7 separate regions of the Mus musculus genome follow, and all the other regions are linked to region 4. The links are chromatin contacts, called in public promoter capture Hi-C maps. All regions are on one chromosome and are shown on one strand. Each heading gives the region's core, a stretch centred on a gene start, on an enhancer-like site or on the middle of the called end of the contact. The rest is flanking DNA. Distances are from core to core; before and after follow the strand shown.

The links. Promoter capture Hi-C pulls out the DNA fragments that hold promoters and counts their contacts.
Region 1: a promoter capture Hi-C map of liver shows a contact between it and region 4, with 3 times the contacts expected there. The contact joins the promoter of Sdc4 here to the promoter of B4galt5 in region 4. A contact is called at or near these places in 4 of 39 promoter capture datasets (the 3T3-L1 cell line, the C10 cell line and liver).
Region 2: a promoter capture Hi-C map of neutrophils shows a contact between it and region 4, with 5 times the contacts expected there. The contact joins the promoter of Snx21 here to the promoter of B4galt5 in region 4. A contact is called at or near these places in 3 of 39 promoter capture datasets (liver, neutrophils and pre-B cells).
Region 3: a promoter capture Hi-C map of liver shows a contact between it and region 4, with 2.6 times the contacts expected there. The contact joins the promoter of Pcif1 here to the promoter of B4galt5 in region 4. A contact is called at or near these places in 2 of 39 promoter capture datasets (liver and pre-B cells).
Region 5: a contact with region 4 is called in a promoter capture Hi-C map of liver, with 2.8 times the contacts expected there. The contact joins the promoter of Zfp335os here to the promoter of B4galt5 in region 4. A contact is called at or near these places in 2 of 39 promoter capture datasets (liver and pre-B cells) and 1 of 9 other capture datasets (liver).
Region 6: a promoter capture Hi-C map of embryonic stem cells shows a contact between it and region 4, with 2.7 times the contacts expected there. The contact joins the promoter of Mmp9 here to the promoter of B4galt5 in region 4. A contact is called at or near these places in 2 of 39 promoter capture datasets (cranial neural crest and embryonic stem cells).
Region 7: a promoter capture Hi-C map of pre-B cells shows a contact between it and region 4. The contact joins the promoter of Sys1 here to the promoter of B4galt5 in region 4. A contact is called at or near these places in 2 of 39 promoter capture datasets (liver and pre-B cells).

The regions. Positions count from the first base shown.
Region 1 is chr2:164,441,837-164,444,536 of GRCm38.p6, reverse strand. It overlaps Sdc4 (syndecan 4), which reads left to right and starts at 1,349. Exons shown (of 5, transcript NM_011521.2): 1 at 1,349-1,447. The coding sequence starts at 1,373.
Region 2 is chr2:164,784,659-164,787,537 of GRCm38.p6, reverse strand. Snx21 (sorting nexin family member 21) reads right to left here and starts at 1,517. Exons shown (of 3, transcript NM_133924.3): 1 at 1,214-1,517; 2 at 683-840. The coding sequence starts at 1,472.
Region 3 is chr2:164,878,004-164,880,703 of GRCm38.p6, reverse strand. It overlaps Pcif1 (PDX1 C-terminal inhibiting factor 1), which reads right to left and starts at 1,336. Exons shown (of 17, transcript NM_146129.3): 1 at 1,215-1,336. 4930445K14Rik (a long non-coding RNA gene) reads left to right here. Exons shown (of 2, transcript XR_003953757.1): 2 at 663-2,700.
Region 4 is chr2:167,347,704-167,350,555 of GRCm38.p6, reverse strand. It overlaps B4galt5 (UDP-Gal:betaGlcNAc beta 1,4-galactosyltransferase, polypeptide 5), which reads left to right and starts at 1,378. Exons shown (of 9, transcript NM_019835.2): 1 at 1,378-1,638. The coding sequence starts at 1,524.
Region 5 is chr2:164,910,068-164,912,785 of GRCm38.p6, reverse strand. Zfp335os (zinc finger protein 335, opposite strand) reads right to left here and starts at 1,353. Exons shown (of 2, transcript NR_166490.1): 1 at 1,036-1,353. Zfp335 (zinc finger protein 335) reads left to right here and starts at 1,036. Exons shown (of 28, transcript NM_199027.2): 1 at 1,036-1,269; 2 at 1,914-2,164. The coding sequence starts at 1,964.
Region 6 is chr2:164,946,909-164,949,608 of GRCm38.p6, reverse strand. It overlaps Mmp9 (matrix metallopeptidase 9), which reads right to left and starts at 1,390. Exons shown (of 13, transcript NM_013599.4): 1 at 1,212-1,390; 2 at 545-774; 3 at 178-326. The coding sequence starts at 1,352.
Region 7 is chr2:164,459,709-164,462,408 of GRCm38.p6, reverse strand. Sys1 (SYS1 Golgi-localized integral membrane protein homolog (S. cerevisiae)) reads right to left here and starts at 1,438. Exons shown (of 4, transcript NM_025575.3): 1 at 1,289-1,438; 2 at 880-1,116. The coding sequence starts at 1,041.

The DNA.
Region 1 (2,700 bases), core at 100-2,599, 2.9 Mb after region 4:
CAATTGCTCACCGTTAAGTCTGGGGCAAGATAAACCCACGGTCAGTATTGGAAAACTGTTTTTCTCTCAAAGCTCTCTGCCACAAGAGACTTTAATTCTCAGAAAATAATTAAGGGCTAGAATAAGGAAAGCCAAGGAATAGAACAGGACAGAGTATGCCCTGCCTGTATTCTTATGGAGGAGGTAGTGCTGAGCTGGGACATAGTGAGTTAGGGTTAGTTTAGGCAATTCAAAGAGGAACAGGGGCGAGGGGTCATATTTACCTTGGAAAGTATGTGAATTCAGAATATCCTAAGACAGGCCAAAATGCCCTAATTCCAAAACCACATTATGTATGCACAAATGTACCCTTAGAACAATGTATCGGTATGTCAAAGATCAAAAGTTTTGATTGATGGTTCTAGCATGCCCCTCCCCCTACTTTTTTAAAGACAGGGTTTCACACTGACACCAGCTGGCTCATTTTAAACTCCGACTGTCCCCTTGCCTCAGTATCTCAAATGCCAGGATGACAGCCCTTCCCTATCACGTGTGTGTGTGTGTGTGTGTCCTTCAGTTTTTCGATTATTGATTCCATCAGTATCTGTGCTGAGGGTGGGACTAAAGAATCTTACCATTACCTACTTTGTTAGGATGGTGTTAGAAGCAACATTCTTGGATCCGGTGTAGAAGCCGCCTTGAGAAATAAGAGAGTCAATTGAGAGGACAAGTCAAAAGAGTAAGACTATTTCGTGACACGTGAGTATTACACACAATTCACACTTCAGTTGATAAATCACACTGTTTAGTGCACAGGCAGGCTCGTTCCTTTGTCTTTCCAGCTGCTTCTGCGCTGGCGCCCTGGGGTTGGAATAATTTCGACAGCAGGCCTGGAAAAACTTGAACCATTTCGTCGTTGTCGGTTCAGAGTTGCTAATCAAAAACTATCCGAATTCAAGCGCCACTTGGGGAATACTCCCTGACAAAGCGGAGCGCATCCGCTTTGAAGACTGGTAAAAACAGCAGACCCCTAGTCAATCCTACCCCGTTTATGGGCCTCAGTTTCCCCAGCTATAAATTGGGGGCTAAGCAGTGATCCTCGGATTTTAGGCAGACTGCCTCGCAGTAGATCGGTTAACTATCATGGGCTGCAGCTCCTGGAGCTACAGATTGAGGTCAGTTTGGAGCCGGCAGGCACGCTGTGGGCGGGTCCCCGGGCGGGTTGGGTCCCACCCCAGTGGTTTCCAGCTTGCCCAGCGCAGCACCCCGCAGGCCTAAGCTTTCCCGGGGGAATTCCGGGCGGTGCGGGCGAGCACTGGGGGCGGGGCAGGGCTGCTGCCTATAAGAAGGGCTGCGCGCCCGCTCCGGGCCACTGGTTTGCGCTGTTGAAGCCATGGCGCCTGCCTGCCTGCTTGCGCCGCTGCTGCTGCTGCTCCTCGGAGGCTTCCCCTTGGTCCCCGGAGAGTCGGTATGTATTTGAAGGATGTCTTGGAGGGGGGAGAATTGGGGGGTGCCTTCTTTGTCCCCTCAAATCCCGGGATCCGGAGGGAGTAGGGTGCATCGCGAACTGTGCTCCCTCCCCCCAACCCCCTCTGGACGCCGAGACAGGGAAAACTTTGTGAGGAAACTTTGCTCTTGGGTCTCGAGAAGGCTGCCGGAGACTCTTCCACGCGCCGTGCACCCCTAGCCTGTTGCTCTGAGCTCTGGACTCAGCCTGGCCTCTGGGCTCCCGGGTGGGACGTGACTAAGTTGGTGTCAACTTTTCTCCTCCCACACCCTCACCCCTACTTTGTGATCCCAGTGCTGGCGCTGCGCGCGGAGTGGCCCTCTGGGTGTCCATAGCAGGAGGCTCGAATCTGAGATGGTCTGGGGACGGGGTGGGCAGCTTGTATTCGGGAGCTGGAACACTTTAGGGCTGTGCGGAGGACCCCGTTTCACAAACCCTGGGGAATGGAGAAGACTGAATCCTGGCCTTCGTTCTGGCCACAGTCTTGGTACGACTGACTTAAGGGGCAAGATCACCTCCTTCTAAGGTCACCTGACCTATCTACAGAACATATCATGAGGTGACCCTTCCTGCTTTAGGCTGTCCAAAAAGTAGGGTTCCTTATTTTTCCAGAGCGGACTTAAAGGATAACTTTCCGATCAGCTCCAGGCTAGAGATTGAGCTTCAACTGTTTTGTGGGAAGTGTTTTGGTTGAAACCGCACACGGGGAAATTGAGGCACCCACCTGAGTGCGGAGAAGGATCTAGAGGAGAAAAGATCCCAGGGAACCTAAAGAAACCTTTCCTTTTCAGGATCAGAGTCAACAAGGATCTAGGGCCGGATCAGCTCAGTCCTAGCAGGCGTTTAGGAGGCAAGGGAATTTACAGGGCATGACAGTTCCTGGGAGAGGGTGGTCTGACCCATGAGCACGGGCCATTTGTACCGTTAGTCTAAGTTTTAGGGGGAGTGAGACTCTGGAGTTTAATCATTAATGTTCTTTTGAAAGCCACCTTTTCTCTGGGCTTATTTAGGGAATAGTTGATTATGTTCAGGAGGCTCGAGATGAGAGTGTATGCACTCTCTAGCACAATTGCAGTTAGGTACGGAACCCATTGCATGCTGGTTTCTGCTCTGATGGCTTCCTGGTGGCTTTGGAATCGAGCGTGTTTAATTTCAGAAAACCTCCCTGTTTACCATTCTTAAACTAGTCCTCAGGCAGAGGTTAAGTAACCTGC
Region 2 (2,879 bases), core at 268-2,767, 2.6 Mb after region 4:
TGGGCCTACATTTTGCACACATATCAAGTGAAGTTAGGTGTGGAATTTTCCACTTGCGGCCTCACGTGGACACTCAAATGCTTCAGATTTTCAAGCATTTCAGATTGGGGAATTTGACACTATACAGCTACAGTTTTAATCTATCACAGTGCCAGACAATGCTAAGGTTTCCCTGCGCCTGGCCTCATTTACCTCCTATTATAATCCCATGTATTGCCTATTGCTCAAAAGAGGAAACTGGGGGCCACTGAGGCCACAGAACCCACCCAAGGGGAAGCCACTGGTAAACACAGGGGATGTGAATCAAGACTGGTCTGGATCCAAAGCCCATTTCCTTAATCCTGACCCATGCCACTGGGTCTCAATACTGTGTCCTGCTGCGGTTGACAGAAACCCACAGGGTACAGAAAGAAACACACATCAGTTCTCGTAACCTCAAGACTAGGACAGGAGGCAACTCCTAAGGCCACATTCTCAGTTTTAGAGAAACTAAGTCATTTGCCTGAGGACGTGTTCAGTTGACACCCATCTTCTCATCTGGTCTCAGTTCCCCCAGGTGTAAAATAAGGACATCCTTTTATAACTGCATGGCCACGACCCCCGCCCCAAAATCTGTGCTATTTCCTTTCTCTCAGCTAGACATCTAGACTCGCTGCTCAAGGGTTCCTGGAACCTCACTCACCACGTACTTGGAGGGAGGGTCTTTGACAACATTGGCGCTGGTCACCTCAAAGAGCAGCCTCTGTGGAACTAGGGTGTTCCGAGACTTTTTCCAGAAATCCTGCAGCTGGCGGGCCAGGAGTTGACTGCTCCGTTGTCCATCAGGTGGGGGACTTCGTTCTGCACAAGCACATGACCCGTCATTATGGGGGTGGCTAGCTCCAGAGTTAACGTAAACAAAATGCCATGACCTCATTCACAGAAGCGAGATGTGCTTCACCCCAGCGCCTGGCTTACAGTGGATGCTAAACCTCCACCCGAAGCAGCTAGCACACACGTTTGTTTCCCTGGTCCTGTGCATTTAATATCTACAAAAAACCCGAGATGGTGTGATTCCCATAGTGTTGTGAGTCAAGGTCACACAGCCAAACCGTGTCTGGAAGAGCTTATAGTGTCAATAGTTTCAGAGAGAAAACTCAGGATGCCCTCGGACCGCGTCCAGCGGGGAGGCCTAACCGAGCCCCGGGGTTCCTGTCTGTCCTCCCGCACTCGCCTGCGTCTTCTCCCGATGCCCCGTCTCCTGAGGGCGGCGAGTCGAGGCCCGCCTCGTCGTCCTCGTCTTCGTCGTCAGGGTCATCCTCCGCACTAGTGAAGCTGAGGGTGCCACTGAGGCGGGAGGACAGGCCCTCGGCGTCATCGTCCTCCAGCTCTGAGCTCTCAGGGAACTGCTCGGCCTCTGGGCCCGCCGCCGCCTCCCCGGGGCCATCGCTGGCCAGGGCGTGTCGCAGCCGGTGTAGGAGCCGCGAGGCCATGGCACCCAGGGGGGAGCGCGCCACGCTGGGTCCAGGGCTGAAGAGGGAGGGGACCCCCGCCCGGAGAGGGACCCGGGGGCGTGTCAGGGGCGTGGCACAAGAGGCCACGCCCACGGGCCGCGGCCGCTGGGGACGTGCGGGAGGCCGGCCTCTGCCCTGTTCCTCCCGCAGGCCGGGACGCGCCTCCACCCACCGCGTCCCAAGTGCGTTCGGGGCGGGCTCCCGGGATTTGGTGCAGCAGCCTGGCGGATTTAAGAGGCTCTCCGCCCAGGCAGCTCACGGCGCCGCCTCGCTGCTTCCTGCCGCCGCTCCGCCTCCGCCCCGCCAGCTCCCTCTCCCGGAGCTGTTAGAATCCCAAGCCGCTGCCTGCGGGAGGGACGCGGAGGGCAGCCGGGCGGGCCAAGGCTTCCCCCGAAACCCAGCCGGATCGTGGTGGCCGCGCCCCCTCTTGGACTCGCCCACCCCTCCTGGTCTCCTGAGGCCGCCCCAAGCTTTACCCCTAATCTCCATACAGTGCCATGTAACTTTACAGTGTAATTTCGCGGCATTTGGGAGCTCGGCTCTCCCTTGAGTGAAGCTTGAAATCCGGTTTCGTCCAGCCTAGGTTTTCTCATATGAAACAAGAATACTAATACTCATACTAAATTTTCACTCATACTAAATTTTCAGCTCTTGTAAAAACCCCAGTCCGGTGCCTGTGTGAGAAACCTAGCCCTTCCCAGTTTCGTTTGAACTTAACCTGGGGGAAGTAGTCAAAGAGGAAAACATCCAGAGAGGCTGTTACTTGTTCAAGGTTGCCCAGTTTGTCAGAGATCTCTAGCGTGGGAGCTCTTGAACTGATTTATTTTCCCACGCGTGCGGGGTTGCTTGGGTAATCTCTATAACTCTCTTGGAGAACTGCAGTTTATCTTTTACTGCAGGGTAGCAGTAGTCAGGAAAATGATTGCTGATCCCTGTCCCAAGGCTTACATGTCAGACCTAGCAGGCAGATTTGGCTAGTTAGACAATAAAACAAGTTATCTCAAAGGCCAGGTGTGGTGCTCCTGTGGCTCATGCCATTAATCCTAGCCCTGGCTCTCGGGAGGCAAAGGTAGGAGGATCATTGTGAGTTCAAGAACAGCCTGGTTTACTGTTGAGGTCCAGAACTAAATAGAGACCCTGCCTCAAAATTATCTCAGACAGTATCAAAATTAAGTATCTCCTATCCCCTTTTAGGGCGTGGGAGAGGGATGGAGGATATGAACGGAAAGACCTTCCTGGCCTTTACTGAACAGAAGGGTCTCAGATTTTAGCACTCATGGCGTCTTGTAAGTATTTCATACACTGTCACATGTCAGTCTCAGAGGATGAAGTTACAGTAATGATTATTTTTCTAAACGATTTATTTATTTCATATATGTGGTTATA
Region 3 (2,700 bases), core at 87-2,586, 2.5 Mb after region 4:
CTGCCTTGGTCATCCATCCATCTCTTAAGTGCTAGAATTTCAGATCTGTGCCTTCACCCTCGACAAGATTTTATTTTTAAACGCACCCCAGATGGGACTGGGAGACAAGATGACACACTTTTGCACTTTACACAGCTTGAAAATGTTAACTTGGAACTTGTTAAGTGCTGGTAATAAAGCTACTTAGTACACTGACTGCCCGGCATATGTGAAACCTAGGGTTATATCCCCAGTACCACATACACACACATTAGAGCCAGGTGTAGTGACAGACGACTTTAATCCCAGCACTAAAGACACAGGGTTTCTGTGAATTCGAGGGCAGCCTGTTCCACATAGTGAGTTACAGGATAGCCAGGGCTACACAGAGACCCTGTCTTTTAAAAATAAGATAAACTCGCGTAGATAGGTGCAGCAGGTCTCTGGCCAAAACGCCAGCTCTGAAGTTGGCCAGACCCAAGTTCAAGGCCGTGCTGCCGTCCTGACACCTACGTCAGAACCATCTGACCCCTGCACCGTAGTCTAGCGTTCTGTGGACTCTCGCTGCTGCTCCCATTAAGTGACTGTTTTCACTTAGCCTGTGCCTTCCGGACCCCCACGCATACCAAAGTCGGAGAAGCGCAGCGTAGTCTAGAGACAAACAACTGTATCTGCGCAAGCAGCGGAACTCGGACTAGAAAATGCATCCGATTCCGGGATTGGAGGAACATGGGCGGGATCACATACCAGAGTACCAATCATAACGCCCCGGCTCTGGTGGGCGGAGCCACGCAGGCGCACAGACGGGAACCCTCCCCCACCCCGCTCCCAGCGCGCTCCCGCCTGCCCCTCCCGCAAGCCCAGCGGGGGCGGGAAGTCTGGCGCGCGCGCGCCGGCCCTTCGCCCGGGCTCCGCCCCCCGCCCTGCCGCGCGCTCCCGCCCCCGGGCTGAGGCGACTCTGAGTCGGAGCCCGACACAAAGGCGGTGGCGACGGCGGCAGCGGCAGCAGCGAAGGGACCCTAGAGGCCGCTCCGCCCGGGCTCTCCGGGCCCACTGCACTCACCCCAGCCGGCAGTCCTGCTGCCCACCCGCGGCTCTAAGATGGCGGCGACGAAAGAGACCGGGCGAGCGGCAGCCCCGAGCGGGAAGCGCCGGAGGGGCCTCCGCCGTCCTGCTTCGGACTCCCGGACCCAGGCGCGGCACGCAGCGGGACCGTGGCTTCCTGGGGCTCTTACCTGCCCGAAGCGGACTCGAGGGGATGCGGCCACACGTTCTGCTCGACCGCCCGTTTTGCCGCCTCCGCCTCGCCCTCCCCAGCGCCGCTGCCGCCATCTTGTGTCCCGGGCCGGGACTCCGCGCTGCGCATGCGTCGGTACCGCCTCTGAAGGACCTCGCCACGGCCGCGCCGCCATCTTGAGTGTGGCAACGTTGACTGGCTCCCCAGACCTTGATGGCTTTCGCCCCCACCCCCCGCCCCCAACTCCCCATTTTCCGGTTGATCTGGGTGGTCCCTTGTGGTCCTGAGGATGGGGAAAAACAGCGTTGCTATTCTTGAAACGTAGGTGGGAAGGAAGGAATCTATCGCACACCCCTGCCTCAGTTTCCCTGCCGAACGCATTCGCAGGGGCTGAAGATCTAGGACACTTTAGGGGGCACGAAGCTGGTCTAGAGTCTTCTGGGGGCTCTGGCTCAGTTGCCGACATAGGCGGAGCGGTGACGTAGGCCCTGCACGTTGGGTCCTGGCCTGCACAGTGCTCTGCCGCTTCCAGCTGGTGTCCTCTCGGGGCCTCTGCCCTCTAAGGGTCCTGGAATGTTAACTCTCTCTGCCTAGAGGCCAGGTGACGAAGACGTGCAAATCGAACCTTTGCGCGTTAGCAACCTGCTCACAAATTGCTCTTGAATAGTCGTAGCTTTTGGAGGAGTGCAAATAGGGTAGATGTGGCTTTGGGCAGTTGTAAAGTTGTGAAGGCTGCACACAGCTTAGTGGGAGACGCTTCTGCAAGGGGCCATCGTCGGGCTCCCTTCCGGAATTAGGCTCCTAGCTCCACCCACTTGTGGCCTCCTAAGGAAGCTGTTGCCCAGTTAAGGTAACTTGAAAGGAGGACAAGTTTGCCACCTGCTGCTGGACTAGCGTAGCAGATGGCCCAGCTGGTCAGCCTCTCAGGTCTATGACGCTGTCGGCGCTGGCTGCCCAGTAACTTGGAGCTGGAATGTTGGGAGGTCAGGAAAAATGGTCAACAATATAAACTAGTAAGAGTTGGAGGAGGATCTTGTCTAGTCTGCCCACAGACACCTGACCATCGACCCCAGGTGTGTCCATCTTAGGGATTTTTTTGTTCTTTTGGTTTTTTGATAGTTCTGCTATATAACCCTGGCAGACCAGGAACTCAGCAGTCTGTCTGCCTGCTGGGTGCTGAAATTAAAAGCATACACCATCATGCATCTCGAATCTTGGGAGACTGATAAAGGGTCACTAGTTTGAGAGGTCAGCAGGGCTACAAGATACTTGCTTTAAAAAGGAAAGTTTAACTTGGGAGGCAGAGGCAGGCAGATTTCTGAGTTCGAGGCCAGCCTGGACTACAGAGTGAGTTCCAGGACAGCCAGGGCTACACAGAGAAACCCTGTCTCGGGAAGAAAAAAAAAAAAAAAAAAAAAAAGGAAAGTTTAAAAGGGGAGTTGGTTAGGGGTGTAACTCAGTGTTTCCCTAACCTCTGACCCTGT
Region 4 (2,852 bases), core at 129-2,628:
CTTTGGAGGTGATGGGAAAGTCGAGGCTTGGAAGTGCACATGACAGTGCAGAATGAGAAATGGGGTTAGTGGTCAAGCCCCGGTGGCAGGCCACTTTTGATTTGAGCCCTTACTTCACAACTTAGACGACTTGCTTCTCTTTCCAGAAGCTTCAGTTTTCTCATCGGTGCAATGGGGCCAAAGTGGGGGTAGGGGAGCCACGATCTCAGGACTTAGAGAGAGGCTGTTACTGGCTAAGAAGCCCTGTTTCTCGGTGTCTTAACATTGACAGTTGTCACCACTGTTCTGTCCTGTAGGATGTGACCTTGTTTGGATCTCTTCTTCTTTCCTGGGATTTTATCCTTGGATTCATTGAAGGCGGATCAAGCCCCTTCTTCCTTCCTTCCGGCTTTTGCATTTGTAGTTCCCCTTAGTGGGACCACTCTTTCTCCACCTGGCACTTTCACATTCTTTTGTGTTCATGCCACCCAGGAAGGAGAGGCTTCCCCCTCAATCTCAGACTAGAGTAGAATGCATCCGAAACATCTTCATGTCTAATTGTTTTCATATCTCTTATCATCATCATCTGTTATATTGATTTTTTTCTTATTCGCATTAATACAGGTTCCCAGAGGAATCTTTGCTCCGTGGAGCATCCCCGGCCCCAGGACCCGTAACTGCCACTTTATCATAAATGGTGTCTGGAATGAATGGATGAGTGAGGGCGAACACGAATGCCCCGGCCTCTGCATCCTTGCTCTGCTGCAGCGGCGGGCTACCTGGCTATTCACACATTGTCCACCACCCCTCGATCCCCGCGTGGGGAGCTCGCACGGGAACCAAGTCGTACTAGCGAGCCGCTTCCTGCCAGCATGGGCGGCGGCCGCTCGAGGATCTTGCGGCTAGAGTGCTCGCGCGTGAACCCCGCCCCGCCCCGCCCCGCCCCCACATCCAGGCCCCGCCCCACAGATGCGCTCCCCGGACTGTAGGCCCTGCCCATTCCCGCCCCCTTGCCTCAGGCCACGCCCTTCTCTCCTCCCCGTCAGGCCTCAGGCTCAGGCTCCCGCAAAATGCTTGTTATGCTCCCGGCCCCGCCCTTATCCCCCTCCCCATCAGACTTCAAGCCCGGTCCCCGCCGGTGTTCTCAGGCTCGCGGAGGCACCCTTAACATCAGGCCCCGCCCTCGTCCGGCCCCCAGTTTAGGCCCCGCCCTTACTCGGTCCCCATCAGGCCTGCCTCAGGTCTGGTACCTCCATCTGCTCCTCAGACTGCGGCCCTTGCCCTCGCCCCGCCCTCAGCATCAGACCCCGCCCCTCACCCCGCCCTCCTAACAGGCCCCGCCCCGCCCGCCTCGCCCCCGCCGCTGAGCTCCTCTGGTCGTCGGCCCCCTCCCGCCTCATGTGGCCCGGCCCGCGGCGGCCGGCGGCTGAAAGCGGCGAGGCGGCGGCGCGCGAAGCCCGGAAGGCGGCGGCCGAGGCCCAGGCGGCGGACCGGAGCGGCGGGAGCGGGGCCCGGGTTGGCCCTCGAGCGGCCGCCGGCTCAGCATGCGCGCCCGCCGGGGGCTGCTGCGGCTGCCGCGCCGCTCGCTGCTCGCCGCGCTCTTCTTCTTCTCGCTGTCGTCCTCGCTGCTCTACTTCGTCTATGTGGCGCCCGGCATAGGTAGGAAGGCGACCCTGCGGCCACCCCACGCCTCTTCCCGCTGCGGCCCGCGCCGCCGCCCCGGCCGACCCCGCGCTCCGTGACTCGCCGTTTCCTGCCGCGCCACCCCGCAGCCCGCCCGCACACGCGGCCTCCTCCCTGACGCAGCCGCCCGCGCCCTCCGCGGCCGCGCGTTGGCTGCCCAGACCCGGCGGGGCTGCGGGCTGCGCGCCCCTTTCCCCTCCCCCCCCTCCTCCCTGGAGCCCGCCGCTCGCCCGCCGCTCATAGCGGACCCGACCTGCTCTGGGGACCGATGGGAAGTTTGAATTGGCCATGGAGGAGGTGCTGTGACAGGGGCCTTGAAGAAGCGGTGCCAGGTGGAAGGGAGGGGGGGGTCGCCCAGAGAAGAAACGGAATGGGTAGCAGTTCTCCAAGGTCCGCCCTTTAGAGGGGGAGACCGCCTGGAGAGAAAACGAGCCCTTCCCGGAACAGACTGGACGCTGATGAGAAGGCAAAGGCAGCGAGAGGGTTAAAGGCAGAGGACACTGAGGTCAGATGTCCTGTATGACCTTGGGCCCTCAGCTTCTCTTCTCTGTAAAATGGGGACACGAATCCCAGCCTTTAAAGGACAGAGGGCCATAAATGCCCTTTAAGCTTTTCTCCCTATAGCGGACGCCCAACGTCTTCGAAATAAATACATACATAATAAATAAATATTCGCTGTTACAGGTAGTTTGGGGGACAGAAGGAAAGAGTTTTAAGGAATGCGACTTGCCTCCCTTAGTGTGGTCTTGGAGTGCTAGTGAAAACTTCAGCCCTTGGTGAAAAATGAGAAGATGCTGTTGGGGGTGGGGCCGAGGGCGAGAATTCTGGATGGTTGGGATGGGTGCCGCTTAGGGGAAGTGCCTTTGAGATCGGAGTAGTAAATGCTGGTGTTCCCTGTTGACCTGGCAACTCTGAACTGGCAGAGAAATTTCCAGAGAAAGAGGGAGAGAGGGAGAGAGTCTCTCCCCTGATTATTTTTTTTTTTAAAGCTTGTTTCACTTGATGTTTAAAGTTGGTGTTTCATGCTGTCAGCCTGACCTGGGAAGATGGAAAAGCTAACTTGAGACTGTCCTCACTGATTTGGTGAGTGGCATTCCACCAGGGATGTATAATTATTGTGGCTTGTTAGGCTTGCTAAGTAGAAGGGCAGGAATTCTGGCTGAACAAGAATAGATAACTAATTAGTGAAA
Region 5 (2,718 bases), core at 104-2,603, 2.4 Mb after region 4:
TTTTTTTTCTTTTCTTCTTCTCTTCTCTTTTCTGTTTTGAGATATGGTCTCGCTATGTAGACCTGGCTGTTCCGGAACTATGTAGAGCAGACTGGCCTCAAACTCACAGAAATCCGCCTGCCTCTGCCTCCCAAGTGTTAGGACTCAAAGGCGTGCAGCACCAGGGCCCGGCTTTAAGCATGTATTTATTGTTATGTCTGTAAGTGCACACATGACACTAAGAGCGCGTGGAGGTGGGTGGACAGCCTGGAAGAGACGGTTCTCTCCTTTTACCATGTGGTTTCTGGGAAAAACTTACTACATAGCTCCAGCTGGTCTATGTAAGTCAAGTGAGGTTAGCCTGCCTCTCCGGAGTGCTAGATTAAAAGCATGAGCCACCACCACACTGGGCCCAAGGACTGTAGACTTCTAAAAATACCTAACACTGCCTGCGTGCGTGCATGCGCGTCTATGAGCGCGTGTGTATGCTAGGAATAGGACGCAGGGCCTCGTGTTTGCCACTGAGCTAATTCCCCAACTTCTAAACACACCTACACTGATCAGAGGACAGCTGGGTGTCTGGCCCTCCAGTCCTAGTAAGAAATACAGCTGCGAAGTGCACCGTGGCCTAAGCATTAACTCTTCTTCAAACATCCCTGACCTCTGCCATTACCCGATCCCCCAAGTCGCCTTAGTTGTGATTCCTGACCAGCCTTTCCTGTCCTCAAACCTCGGTTTTGCCATCTGTACTACGGCACAGCAAGCCCAACCCGGGAGAACCCGATCTGGCTCGAGTGGAGCTTTAAGCTACAGGTGAAAAACCAGGAAAATGACTGACGTTCCCTCCCCTCTGGACACCTCTAAACCATCCCAGGTCGCGACGGTTCTCTAAGCGACCCCTGGAGGTGTGGCTAGACGCTGGGGGCCACACCCACGAGAGCCGGGCGCCTCCGCCGCGCCTTGTCCGGCGAGTCCGGGCTGGGACCTGCGTGACGTCATGCCACTTCCCGTGTAGCCCTCCGCCACACGAAAAAGTAGTCCCCGTACCCAGCTGACCTCAGCCCTAACACCGGGCAGCATGTGACTTCTAGAGTCCTCCTGGACCCGACGACGGCTCTGAGTCCTCCGAGAGGCCTTCTGAAACCCCGCAGATCTCTCTCTCCCGGGGGGACGGCGGCGGAAGTAGTTCCGGTTCGAGGGCGGCCGATGGGTTCCTCCGCGACGGGGGTGAGAGGATGGCGACCTCGTCGATGCCGGAGTCGGAGAGCGACACAGCAGCCAGAGGCTCAGGTTAGCGGCAGCCGGAGGCGGGCTGCCCCTCCGCACACTGCCGTGCACCGGGGCCCTGCCGCGAGGCTGCCGGGTGGCGGACTCCCGGGCCGGCGGGGCTGTCCGAACAGGGCCCCGGGGTCCCAGGCCCTTTAGCCGCTCTCGCATTTGCCTGAGCGGAAACCCAGCGCCGCCACAAGATGGCGCCGGGCCTGGAGCTCAGGCAGCGCCGGGGACAGCCCCGAGACACCAGGCCCCGCGACCGTCGCTGTCAGCCCCCTCCGCAGGGGAGTCCGGGGAGGGGGAGTGAACCACTGACCCCGGGGGCCTGCGGGCTGTACCACCGGCTCCTCATCCGAGGGGACACGGGGGCCGGAGCGCCGGGCCGCTGTGTCCGCCCAGGGTCGATTCATGCCTCTGGGAGGAGCAAGGAGCCGTGATCACCCACCGGGACCACCCTTCTTCCCAAAGGGTCCTAGCCTGAGAGGCCAGGCGTCCCTATTCTTTTCTGGAAGGTTCCCTTTCCAGGAAACCCCGTCCCATCTAGTCCGATGCTCAGTCTTTGCATCTGCAGAATGGGCACACCGGTGCATCTGGGTGGGTTCTGCTTGGCCGGGCCCGAAAGGTGGACCACTTGTTGCAACCATGGTCGTATCGCCCAGCAGAGTGAAAGCCTCAAACCCCGCGCTTCGCTGTCAGTCGGTCCCCAGAACCAATGGAGGAGAACGAGGTGGAGAGCAGTAGCGACGCGGCCCCTCGGCCCGGCCAGCCTGAGGAGCCTTCTGAGAGCGGCCTGGGTGTGTGCACCTCGGAAGCTGTGTCCGCGGACAGCAGCGACGCTGCGACCGTCCCAGGATTAACGGAGGCTGACGACTCTGGCGTCGGGCAGAGCTCGGACGGTGGCAACCACTCTGTGGTATGGATCAGTGTGGATGGTGTGGGCAGGGGGACCGTCAGCAAAGCCTACTTGTAGAAAATAACTGTTTTTGAGGCAGACGCCAAGCCATGCCATGCCAAACTGCTGTGGTCGGTTTTGACAAGTCCCATGGCTAAGAGACATACTTAAACCACTTGTTTCCAGAATCTTCAGAAAGGGAAACTGAGGCAGAGCGTGCTTGCTATCGACAGAGCCAGAATTATCCATGGTCTTACCCAGAGCCCTCAGGCTCCATGAGCCCGGTTCAAATGTTGATCCATCTCAGTTATCTTAGTCTTCCCATCTGTCAAATGGAACGGGAGGGCCGGGTTCTATGGGTGCTAGGCTGTAAGGGGAAACTGAGCCATGTTTTCCTGACCCATTACTTTGTGATTTGAGCAGGTTACCCAGGTTCTAGCCCTCATCTTCTCTGTTAAGTGAAAATTAGAAACATAGTCATCTCTGGTAGCTTCATAAGTAATTTTGCGAGATGGGGATTGTATCTGGACTCCACTTGATGGAGATATGAAGTAGTGGCCCTGGGTGTGCAGTTT
Region 6 (2,700 bases), core at 141-2,640, 2.4 Mb after region 4:
ACCAGACTTTGAGAAGAGGTGACTGCGACTCCAAAGCCGCTGGGGGTTGGGGGAGGTCATTTGTGGAAGCAGCGACTAGGGATTGTGGGGCAGGCATAAGAGCGGACAGATCTGCTGTCCCTTCTACTCTGTCCGTGGTCGTCCCTCCCATAGCCTGCCCAGCCCGGGAATTCTCACCCGCGACACCAAACTGGATGACAATGTCCGCTTCGGGTCCGTACACGCGGGTGAAGGTGAGGGGTGCCACCTCGCCCCACACCGCGAAGGCGCGCGCGAAGGCGTCATCGATCATGTCTCGCGGCAAGTCTTCAGAGTAGTTTTGGATCCTGGAGGTGAAAAGCCAGCGTCGATGGGGGATCGGGCATGCACGGATTACAAATGGGGGTGGGCGGGGCAGCAGCTACACCACGATCGCTTCAAAACACACAGGGCTGCAGCCTCTCTCGGAACTTGTATTGCTAAGGATCCCTTGTGTTCAGCTAACCGGAGGTGCAAACTGGCCTCCAGTCCCACCCAGGCACCTGCTTCTAGCCCGACATCTCACCAGTATGTGATGTTATGATGGTCCCACTTGAGGCCTTTGAAGGTTTGGAATCGACCCACGTCTGGGACACCACAGCGTGGTGTTCGAATGGCCTTTAGTGTCTGGCTGTCCAGCTCACCAGTCTGGGGCAGGGAGAGCTGCTTCTGAAGCATCAGCAAAGCCGGCCGTAGAGACTGCTTCTCTCCCATCATCTGGGCGGCCCGGGTGTAACCATAGCGGTACAAGTATGCCTGTGGATGGAGGAAGGGGCAGAGACATCACAGAGTTCTGGCACCTTGGCTCTGGACCTCTGGGCCACATGCTTAGGGACTCTACGGCCAGGACACCAGTTCTTCCTACACAGCTAGAATTCCCCTATCCTGAGGACAGCATCACACCTCGACCTCAGATGATATAAACCATGCCTACCCCTCAGCCCCACTAGAGTTTAACTGTTCACTGCCAACCTGCGCCATGTCACAACCCTTCGAAGCCGAACCCAATCTGTCCCTCCAACAGACCCGAATCTGCCCAGAGCCTCCAGACCACCTACCCCCTACTGCCTAACCCTGGCAGACATGCCCATCACCCCCAAATCCAGAAAGCATATCTGAGGCCCCATTCCTTGGGAGAGGGGGACATCTTCCTGACCAGCCCTTCTCAGCTATCCACCGAGCCATCTGTCTACCTCTGCCAGCTGGGTGTCCGTGAGGTTGGAGGTTTTCAGGTCTTTGGGGAAGACCACAAAAGTCGGCTGGCGCTGGTAAGGGGCAGCAGAGCTGCAGCCGAAAGCCAGGAGAGCCAGGAGCAGGGGCTGCCAGGGACTCATGGTGAGGACCGCAGCTTCTGGCTAACGCTGCCTTTGCAGAGATTTTAAAGAGGCAGTAAAACGGAATCAGTGACCCCGCCCCTCCCCTCCAGGCTTATGCTGACTCAGCGTGTGTGTGTGTGTGTGTGTGTGTGTGTGTGTGTGTGTGTGTGTGTGTGTGTTTACACTACCCCCTCCCTTATGCCCTGCCCACAGTCCCCCATTGCCAAGTCAGGCAGGACCCCCAGACCCACAGGAAACCACAGAACTCAGGGTTTAGTTTCTGCAAACTGCAGACTTTGTGGGAAAGGGAAGGAGGGTGTGCAGGATGGGGCATTCACCTAGCCCTAGGTCTGACGGCCCTGACTGATCAGCCCAGTAAAAGACTGGGAGACCTGAGGCCCGAGACCCCTCTTCCTTGGGCTTCTGAGACACCCCCTCCCTGGCCAGAGTGCAGCCTGGAGCCCATCCCCACACTGTAGGTTCTATCCTCTCATCCCCGCCCCCTGATAGAGTCTTTGACTCAGCTTCCTCTCCTGGCCTCTGGGAGCAGGCTCTTTGAGGCAGGATTTGGGGAATTCCATGGGGCAAACCCCTAGCTCCAGCAGGCTGACTCCTTGGGGAAGGAAAGATGAGCCTGGGGGGCGGGGGGACACACACATGTGGGAGCAAGCAGAAGCTTCATCCTTCTCAGGCTAGCACTATCCTTCCTCTTCTGTTTAAAGAACAAAAACAGACCCTTTGTCGCTCAAGCCTTTGTCCCTATATTGATCTGAGGATAAAATGAGACTCTCGAAACACAGAAAAACCACTTTCAGCAGTGTTCACGAGACCTCAGTTGATGGTGTCAGGTTTGTGATTGGAAATTAGGAGACTGGGGTCTTGGCTCTAAGCCTTGGGGTGACCTGGATGGGGCAAACACCTTCCTCTCCCGAGCTGTGAGATCGTCATGGACCCTTCCCCTCCTCCAGCCCTGCCCTGCTCCACTCAGGAAAGCTTTGGCACAGTCTTGCCAACAGCCGGCAGCCCCCGGCCTTCCATCCTCCTCGCCTGCCACCATGGTGGAGCAGGGCCTTGATCTGTCTTCAGCAAGCTGTTCTGACTAAGCCTCCTGTGTGCCCAGACCTTCATGTGCTTCCCAACGAACAGACCTGTGAGCCGGAGAGAGAGAGCTGGGTGTTCTCCCAAGCTTCTCTTAGATGCTTCTCACTGGTGAGCTCCAGCACTGAATTGCAGTTCTGGGTCTACCATTTCCCAACCTCGTCATTTCCCAACCACCTTGGGCAAGGCATTTCACCTCCAGGCCGCAGTGATCATTCACTTTTTTGATTTATTGTGTTGGACGTTGTGATACGCTCTCTACAAAACT
Region 7 (2,700 bases), core at 189-2,688, 2.9 Mb after region 4:
GGCCTCAAACTCAGAAATCCACCTGCCTCTACCTCCCGAGTGCTGGGATTAAAGGCGTGTGCCACCACACCCGGCACGAAGCATTTTCTTATTCTTAAACCCCTCTGGGCCTTTTAACATTTTACTATAGGTAACATGACAGGATTATCCTGCTCACTTTGCAGAGGATAAAAGGGATTGGAAAGGCAAAACAACTCTTCAAGTTCTCTCAGCTAGATTGGACCCTAAGCACAGCAGGCTCTTTGAACAGTTCACCACCTCGTACCAACAGTGTGATATTGCAGACGGGAGAGGAAACATTTGCCCAAGTCACAGGGCAGAGAGGAATTTAAAGGGACCTATCTGACACCAAGTCTTAACAGTTTCCACTTCATCATTACGGATGCCCTTTTGTCTATCCCTCTTCTTACTGTGGCTCCTGACAAGCTCAGCTGGGAGAAAGGAAGTCATTTTTCTAGAGGGTTTCAAGAAAGAGACATCATGTTTGCCCGGGACACAAGTCTGTTGACTGTAGTATCTGCCATGTGTGTTCAACCTCTAGCCACAAGCTGCGGAGCTGGCTACGAGGCTAAGCGCATAGGCAGCCAACACAACACTGTAAGGTTCTTTAAAACCCTATGAGATTTTGCTTGTTTGTATCTCGAACGCGCAGTTCCTGAGCGTGAACTTTGTAGATCACTACTTTGCTTCCTAGACTCTATCTCCTTCCCTGTTCTCGTCGTTCCGTTTTACAGATGGGCACCGGGGTCGCGCGGGGAGCGCACACTGAAATCCCTTCTTAAAAAAAAAAAGTGTCCACAAAATGAGAACTTGGCCCAGCCGGATTTAGAGCTCGGCGGTGCCCCACCACAAAACCCCACTCCTTTCCGCTAAGCTTACCTCCGCGTCGAACATCTGGTCCAGGGACGGGCTGCTGCGCACCAGCGCGTCCACCAGCGCCAGCCACAGGCCCAGAGAGCCATAGTAGACGGTCTGCATGAGTACGATCTGCGACAGGATTAGCAACGGGTCCCACACGTAGCTGCGGAACTGGCCCGCCATGCCGGCCCGCGGGGCTCGGCAGCCGCCCGCGCCTGTCAGTGCCACCACGCCATCGTCCCGCGGCCGCCGGGATACCTGCGGGAAGACACAGGGAGCTGCAGCCGGCGGGCCGGCCGTCGCCTTGGTAACGGCGCGGGAGGGAGGGAGGAGGGCCTGGGACCCGGGAGCAAGCCCATTCCCGGGTGGGAGAGGCGGGGCGGGCGGACCCACCCGTTCCGACCGCCGGGCTCCTCCCGGGTTCACTCACCCGCGACCGGCTCGAGGGTCGAAGCGTCGGAGCGCGACCGGACCTCGGCACTGGCCTCCTGACACAGCGCTGACAGACAGGACCATGGAGCGGAGGACCCGCCGGCCTAGAGAGGCCGAATAGCTGCGGCCCACGGCTTCCTGGGAAGGGAGAGCTTCCGGGGACGGCAACCGAGGGGCATTGCGCAGACGCAGTGGATGAACCCTACACGCCATCCAAAGGGGCCCTTGCGAGCAGCCCGGAAATAAACTCTGCACATGCGTAAGATGAAGGATGAAGGCAAACGGAAATGAGGCACAAAACCGTGGGTCTTGCGCGCCCTCTAGAGGGAGATTTTTAAAATCCAGCAGGTCCATTCCTAGGAGGGAAAGGGGTGGAAGGTCTAGACTTTAAAAATAAAATAAATAAAATAAATAAAAAATAAAAAATAAAATAAAATAGCATTCACTGAGGAATGGTGAGATGGTTAGAGGGCTAGATGCTTGCTGCCAAGACTGACGACCATTTTATATCTTGAACTCACATGTTGGAAGAAAAGAACTGACTGCCTCCTGTAAGCTATCATCTGACTATCACACTCATAGAAATACAATGATAACAATATAAAAAAATTTTTTTTTGTTTTTTTTCGAGACAGGGTTTCTCTGTGTAGATCTGGCTGTCCTGGAACTCACTCTGTAGACCAGGCTGGCCTCGAACTCAGAAATCCGCCTGCCTCTGCCTCCCAAGTTCTGGGATTAAAGGCATGCGCCACCACACCCGGCAACAATTTAAATTTAACAAAAGGGAACTTTTCTTTTTTTTTTTTTTTAAAGACAGAGTCTCGTGGGACCCCGACTTAGAGCGTTTCTCCCTGGAAGGTAAAGCCCCTGGACGTTCCCCAAGCTTGTTTCCCCCGATCTCTAAAATACAGCCAGAAAGAAGCTCTTTGTTCTCTATAGCCAGCAAAAAGCCTTTTTGTTTCTATACTTTACAACCAGAGATGCCTGCCTTCCTGTGCCGAGGACATGGAGATAAAAATTCAGAAAGAACTCACTCCCCACTCCTGCCTTGTAAATTTCACCAAGGACACCCGGAAGAGAAGAACTCTCCTCCCAACTCCTCCCAATTCCCCAGCTAGCTGTTAAAAGCCCCCTACTGTCACCGCTCAGGGTCAACTCCCAGCCCCTGCACAGCAGAGGGACTTCATCCTCAGCTACCTAATAATAAAACCTCTTGCAGTTTGCATCAGGTGTGGTTTTCTCTCGGGTCACTGGGGTGCTGGCCAACTCATCCTGGGACTTGAGCAGAGGCCCAGCTTCAGGGGTCTTACAGTCTCACTATGTAGCCCTGGATGGTCTGAAACTTGCTATATTCCAGACCCACATGGAATTCCCAAGGACTCCCAAGGAAATAATACATTTTAAAAAATG